Linked DNA regions of Rattus norvegicus: region 1 is linked to region 2. A link is a contact called in public Hi-C data. All regions are on one chromosome and are shown on one strand. The core of a region is the stretch at or near the end of the contact, and the rest is flanking DNA. Distances in the headings are between cores, read along the strand shown. Region 1 overlaps Ttll8 (tubulin tyrosine ligase like 8). Region 2 has its middle 9.5 kb from the start of Creld2.

Region 1 (3,430 bases), core at 495-2,994, 73 kb before region 2:
GAGCGGAACCAATCCCCTCCATGTCTCTAAGGCTCTGGCGGTCACTGCAGTCACAGCTACAAAACCAGCCTCCTCTTCAGCCACCCACTGGCAGCTTCCGTGTGAGGGACTGAGTGTGTGGAGCTGGCTTCACACTGCAGGACGATGTCAGTCAGTCAGAGCACCGGGGTGCCGAGGGTAGTTCACTGAGACTCCCTGTTGAGAGCTCACCTGGAGAAGGTGGGTGAGGTGGCACCAGCCCCTGAGGAAACTATCCCAGCACCAAACAAATGCTGGGAACCCCAAGGGTGGCTGGGAGCCTTGAGTGCCCTTGAAGACATCAACTACTGACCAGTTCAGACAATCGAACTATGCCCAAGGGCTGTTTTTGTGTGCTCTGTCGACTAAGAATGTTTTTTATGTTTTCAAAGGGTTGGAAACAAAACAAAACAAAATGTGTAACGGAGGAGTCCACGTGTGGCCTCCCAAAAGCCTAAAATAACTGCCTTTATTCGATGCTTGCTATGGTGAGCAAGGCTGGATGCGACTCAGGTCAGTTTTAGCACAGAGGTCCAGACAGAAACTACAGTTCTGCAGCCAGGGTGTCTCCTGATCAGAGTGCACCCACAGTGGAGCGTCCCTCAGTCACCCTGAGAGATGCCCGACCTCCGTGTCCTCAGCATACCACAGAGATTGAGGTAATGTCAGGGCGTACTGGCCGCCCTCTGTGCAAGGAATTCAGCAGGAGACTTACATCCATGGGCTACTGTGTCTTTTTAAACTGAGGCCCCTACTGAGTTCCAGGCCGTGCTGAGAGGTGACAATCCTGTCTGGGCCAGTGGTCTGATAGGGTGGTGACCCTTGGGTTGGCAGGCCTCCCGAAAGCCTGGTTAGTGCCAATTGGACCCAGCAGAGAGCCTGTTTCCCCGTGAGCTTCTGCCTGGGTTACGACATGACCAGCCGTAGCCCCTCCACATAGCAGTCTTTAGGTTGGTAAAGATGTAACAAGGGTCATGTGAACATGTGGAGCCTGCCAGAGCTACTGGAACCATAGCACAGTCACTGCCAGTGGCCAGATCTGAGGTGAGGACACTCAACTAACCTGTCAGACCCAAGTGGAGCAGCCCATCTAGGAGGCGGCCAGGCAAAGGCACTTTGAACCTGTGCTCTGGGACAGGCAGGACGTGGGCATAGTCTCTCAAATGGGTAACTACCCAAATAGCTCTAGAGCCAGCCCTACGTGTTCTTGACTATGCACTCCTGTTGGCAGCGCCTCCTACTGGCCACTGTCAGAATTGACCCCAGAGTGAAGACATTGTAGCAACCTCGTTGTAGATGAGGCTGGAAATCGAACCTCCAACAAGGGTGGCTTATTTGGTGGCTGCCTTAGTATGTAAAAGGAATTCCCGGGGGACCCAGCACCTAAGCCTCGAAGACTAACCCTGAATAGTTTCTCCTACTGAGCCCAATGACAGGGAAACAAGCTGAGGGGCGGTCTTCGGGTCCCAGAGTTCCCTCTCAGAAAGTAGCAACCCTAAATGTGAGGCTGACACCTGGGATGAGAGACTCCCAGTGAGGAACTCCTGCCTGCACCCCCATAGGGAAGTTGCGGCAAAAGCCAGGCCCCTCAGTTCTGGGCCAGCATGAGTCACCCAGCTCTGTTTTGCAATTCTAAGTTCTGGGGCTCTCACTGCCCCAGTGGACTATGGCATATACTTAGGAAATTCTGAATCCATTGCTCCCAGCTCCAACGAATACCCATACAGTTTTCATCCACGCAAAGCTCCAAGCCAATCAGCAAGTCTTGGCTCCTGTAATCATTTGTCTCAGCCTCTGGCCTGCTTGGCCCAGGCCCAGACCCAGTCATAGCCATTGCCTTTCAGTCAGAGTGTAGTGACGTCATCCCTCAGAAAAGGATTGAGGGGTGAAAAAGGCACTATGGTATAGTGGTTAAGAGGTTGGACTCCCGTGAGAAACCTTACAGGTTCAAATCCCACCTCTATAATATAGCAGCTGATTAATGCCATGAATTGCAGAAAAGGATTGAGCCACAGACCCAGCCTGGCCAAGGTCTGTGTTCGTCATACTTGCTGCTGCACAGATCTGAACACAAGCTCACTTCTGCTGACTAGAGCACTGGGGAACTTCTCTCACTAAGGGGCCAGTGGTGAGAATTCCCTGGTCCTTCACTCCCACAACAGCAGGACTGCCATTTCTCTATCCATATTTCTCACCTAGCAGATAGCAGCAGAAGACATATTCCCTGGGTTACAGAGGAAGGATGTTTGTGACTCACTCAGCAGGTATAGCATGGTACAGTAGGTCTGTGTCAGCTCTGGAGGCAGGGGACTCGCTTTCAGTAGCAATAAACAGCCTGCATTTTATCCCAAAGGAAAATATTGCCTCCTGCTTCAAAATTGCCTAAGGCCAAGAGGACGCTGGGAAATAGCCAAGAGAAAAGCAGTCAGACATTTGGGGTTCCTAGAGGAGTTTTTTCATCTAGGAGTTCAGACGACCCCAAAATGGTCTCTCCTTGCCTGTACAGGTTATCTGCATGAACATACATCATACACCCTGCCTACACTCTCCCCAGCACACACATCATGTCTATTCCTGAACTGAGGCACATCCCCTCCGTGTGCTTTCATTTTTCTAGCCTAGCATTTTTGTTGCTGAAGCCTGTGGCCATTTGCCTCTTGTGGTGCTGTGTCCCACAATGTTTGCCTCTTTCTTCTGAAGTCTCAGATGGAGTTCAGACTCGTGATGGTCCCTGGGCCCCTCCCAGCATTAAAGGAGCACAGTCACAGATATCATCGTGGCTTCACTGCTTAGCCACTGGACCCTGTCGTCTCCCCAGATGTCCCCTTGAGCCAAGGACTGGATAAACTCTGCTCATCTGGAGCCTTGTGCCCACTGAAGCTAATGGTCCAGCCAAGACAGCAAAGGCCTTCGGACACATGCTGTTTCCCAGCCATGAAGCTCTCCGCAAAGGCACCTGCGCTCCAGAGCTCCATGCCCAGCTCCTGTGAGACTGTCACTGCCTACCAGTCCTCGGTGCTTGTCTTCACCAGGCACCAGACAGAGAGCTGGGCTGCCCCACTCTCCTATGGATGGGGCCAGTTTTCTTAACCCCTTCTTCAAATATGTCAGCCGAATCCACAGCAATCCTGCCTCAAACCCTTGTAGTCAGCACGGGGGCACTGCACACCTCACCAAGGTCCCCTCTCTCTAGCTTTGGGGTTCCTCACCACCTGTCATTTCAAAGCTAGCACACATCTAGGAATCATTTTTTTCATGTGAGTGATGGGGTTCAGCACCCTACATGATCCCTCTTCCTTTGACTGGTACCAACCAGGCACGTTTGCCCCTTGAGAACCAACCAAGCCAGTAGATTTAGACCCTCACAAGGTGCCCTGGGAGACAGTGAGTTGCCTGGCCTTTCCAGCTGTTG
Region 2 (3,267 bases), core at 562-3,061:
AGATGGAAGGACTGGGGTGTAGACACGGTGTTGAGAGTGAGATTCCGCCCCAGCCTCCGACAGGTGTACCTACACTCATTATGGGAGTACAGCCGTGACAGTGGAAGTGGGCTTCTTGGGGAATCCCGAAGTCGGTGCAGCTGTTGACGATCTGCTCGAGACCCTCACAAAACGAAGACTATTAATATCCCCTTGTGGAGAGAGTTGGGGAAAGCTCTTCAGCCCTTTCCTGGAGATCCAGCCACTCCCTTCCTCCTGCCTCCGCTCCGTGTGGTTTTGAGGTGGCATATGTAAGACTATATAGGAGACGAGGGTCTAAGGAACAGAGAGGCTCAAGAGGATTCCATCTCTGCGGCTTTCACCATGCTAAGCTGGGAACTTCTGGGTGATACAGCTGCCTTAAGAGGGCTGCCTGTGCTCCCGTAAGTAAGTAACTCTTCACCAATAAACTCGTTGCTTTGGCAGACTGGGCTTGGATGGTATTGGATTGGTATGCCACAGATAACCTTTTCTGAGGTGATGAGATGTTTGTCCGTGTGTCTCCAGAAATCAGCAAGATGCACGTACCATCGAAGACGTTTTTGGACAGCCAGGTAGACAGAATGACGTAGTTGGGTGACATCGGCAACCCTGTCAGTCTCTGAGCTGTCACATGAATGGAAGACTGTGACAGTTTAGACAGAAGCTGTACATTCACCGGACAGCAAGGCTGCCTCAGTGACCAGGGGTACACCCAGGACAGTGCTCCAAGAGACTGGCTGTGCTGTGCCACAATGGAAGATTTATTCCCATTTACCCAGTGTGGCTCTCTTCTCTGCAGAGATCTTGGCTGACATTCAGGCTGCCAGCCAGATGCTCCTGTCAGCATTTCTCCTCTGCCTGGAGCTAGCCATTGCGTGGTAGTGGTGTTGGTGTTGTGTGTGTGTGTGTGTGTGTACATGTTCCTACACATGTGCATGCATATACACTAGGTACTGTATACCTAGGAGTGTAGAGCAACACCCCTGGACCTACCCATTCTGCATAGTCACATTGTCCCTTAGCTGTGACACAGCCATGTCCAGACATTGTACCCCACCACTGGGGCCAGAGTGGCTGCTGATAACCACTGCCTTGAAGGATAGCTTATCAGCCAGTGTTTCCAGAAGGCCATGCTGAGCTATACTTTCCAACAAAGTCAGTTTTGGAAAGAGCTACTAGCCGATTCAATAACTTTCCATTATGCCTGCTAAAGGCCAGAGAAGGTTGTACCTGGCAGGGCTCCAGACCTGGGTTTATGCTAAGACCCAAAAGTCCTTGCTGAATCTAGAAATCAAGGGTGAGGTCCTTTTGATCCTACAAACGTACGTGTGTGTGTGTGTGTGTGTGTGTGTGTGTGTGTGTTCATTTAACAGGGTGGCAAAGAAGCGATTGGGCCAGAAAGTCAGCATAGGCACCAGGTTGATGATGCCCTGGAGACTGTTCGACAGCTAAGGCCCACAAAGAAGGCTAGGCGTGGCAAGTGCTCTGAGGGAGGATTAGCTATGAGCAGTAGTACCAAGATTAGGTGAGGGGACACAAGACTTCAGGCCACAGGTCTGGCCACAGGTCAAATGTAAAGCCAAGAGTTTCTTTCTTCCCATCTCTTACGCAGTTTTGAAGATACTCTCTCACAAACACAGGTGGGAGGGAAGACCATGGGCTCGCCAGGTTCCTGGCTTAGTCCAGGCCTCAGCTCTGGGCCAGGGTCCCTGGAGTGAAGGACTGGCCCAACCCAGACATAACAGCCAACAAGGAGACAGGGACTTTGTACCCTGGAGTGTTAAAGTTGGCTTGACCGGCACAGGTCAACAGTGCCACCTGCTGGCCATGCATCCAGACAGAACTGGTGCAGTTCTGCAGGTCGTCCAAACCTAAGAGGGCAACTCTACCCTCTCATGGGGTCTACTGGGGCTGAGGAGCAGAAGGAACCTGGGTAGGTAAGTTGCTTAGGTCCCCTGCCCCAACCCAGAAGTCTGAGTGCTGGCACAGATGCCTACATTCAAACCCTGAGGTCTATGTTCCTGATCTTTAGCTTGTGAACTCCTGGCCACTGTGCTCAGGGACCCTGCCTGTTGTATTTGCCTGCCACATGAGGTCCTACTGGAGCCTGTCCACATCTCCCAGTGGACCCTGTCTGCTGTGTATGTCCCCAGGTCCCTCCACCAAGAAACATTTATTTAAAGAGGAAAAGGTAGCAGTCATCCGGGGATGAGAAGAGGTGCCAGGTTCTGGGTTACAAGAGCACGGCCCAATAGCAGAAATACCTCGTCGAAGGCCACAGTACTCACAGGGCCCCACAGTGGCCAGTGTCCAAACAGCAGCCACCTACCTACACCCAGGCCCTTGATCCCTGCAGCACCGTTCAGGAGAAGAGGGCTGCCCAGGCGACCCACCTTTCACGAGGATATGTTCCTCGCCAATGGCCTCGTGGAGACAGTGCCGTGAGGGATCACTCATCTCTCAGAGGATGGCTGGCTGTGGACTCTACCTTCAGTCACCTGCGAGCTGCCTGTGGTACGAACCCTGAGAAAGCGGCAGGGATCCCAGCCTGCACACACAGGTCTGCTGTTGGCTTGTCAACGAGGTCAGTGTCCTGACATGAACTCCCTAGCCCAGTTGGATAAGAACATCTAGCCTTCAGAGCCACGCAGGTGGAACTGAGCAGAAGCCAAGCTGAAGCATCAGCCTGCCAGACTCCATTTTAGGTACCAGGTGGGAGCTGGCCACAGAGGGCATCAGTTATCTGTAAGGTACAGGGGAAAGGGCGTAACGTGTCCAGTGCCTTCACATGTACACACAGGGCTACAGGGACACATGCAGGTCACAGCTTAGGACAGCACAGCAGGAAGAATGCCAAGGGCAGACCAAGGGGCATCCCATGGATATCCCACGGACCATGAGGACCCAGATCCCTGGAGAGCTACAGTGAAGGGGCACCGAGTGTTGGCAAGGCCAGAGCTACTCAATCCGTGTCCTGATTTTTTTTTTTTCCATTTTCTTCATGCCCAGGTTGCTTTCCCAAGGCAGAGAGACCACTGGGTAGGCCGGAATACCAATACCAGCCCGCCATTGTCCTCTACCACACTGGACACATGCTCAGGGAAAACTTGCCAGTTGCTTACCAAGGTCAATAGATTCTGAGTCCTCATGGGAAGACACGAGTCCATCTACCTCCTTCTGAGTCCTCATGGGAAGACATGGGGTCCCCTCTATCTCCTTCTGAGTCCTCATGGGAAGACATGGGTC

What was found. Hi-C and Micro-C count contacts between places; a contact is called where the count stands out from the background.
Region 1: a contact with region 2 is called in a Hi-C map of liver, with 3 times the contacts expected there. The contact joins two enhancer-like sites. A contact is called at or near these places in 5 of 12 Hi-C or Micro-C datasets (the Rat2 cell line, kidney, liver and 1 more).

What each region holds. Positions count from the first base shown.
Region 1 is chr7:121,870,350-121,873,779 of GRCr8, reverse strand. All of the region lies in intron 13 of Ttll8 (tubulin tyrosine ligase like 8), which reads left to right. LOC134479954 (a long non-coding RNA gene) reads right to left here. Exons shown (of 2, transcript XR_010053909.1): 2 at 1-3,430. Among named protein-coding and RNA genes, the nearest start is that of Pim3, 39 kb to the right of the region's middle. Within about 2 kb of position 1,744, at least 3 of the 93 cell types and tissues checked have an H3K27ac peak or open chromatin away from gene starts, as enhancers often do. A contact at or near this core is called in liver, where this site is marked.
Region 2 is chr7:121,797,240-121,800,506 of GRCr8, reverse strand. No RefSeq gene overlaps it. Among named protein-coding and RNA genes, the nearest start is that of Creld2, 9.5 kb to the right of the region's middle. Within about 2 kb of position 1,811, at least 24 of the 93 cell types and tissues checked have an H3K27ac peak or open chromatin away from gene starts, as enhancers often do. A contact at or near this core is called in liver, where this site is marked.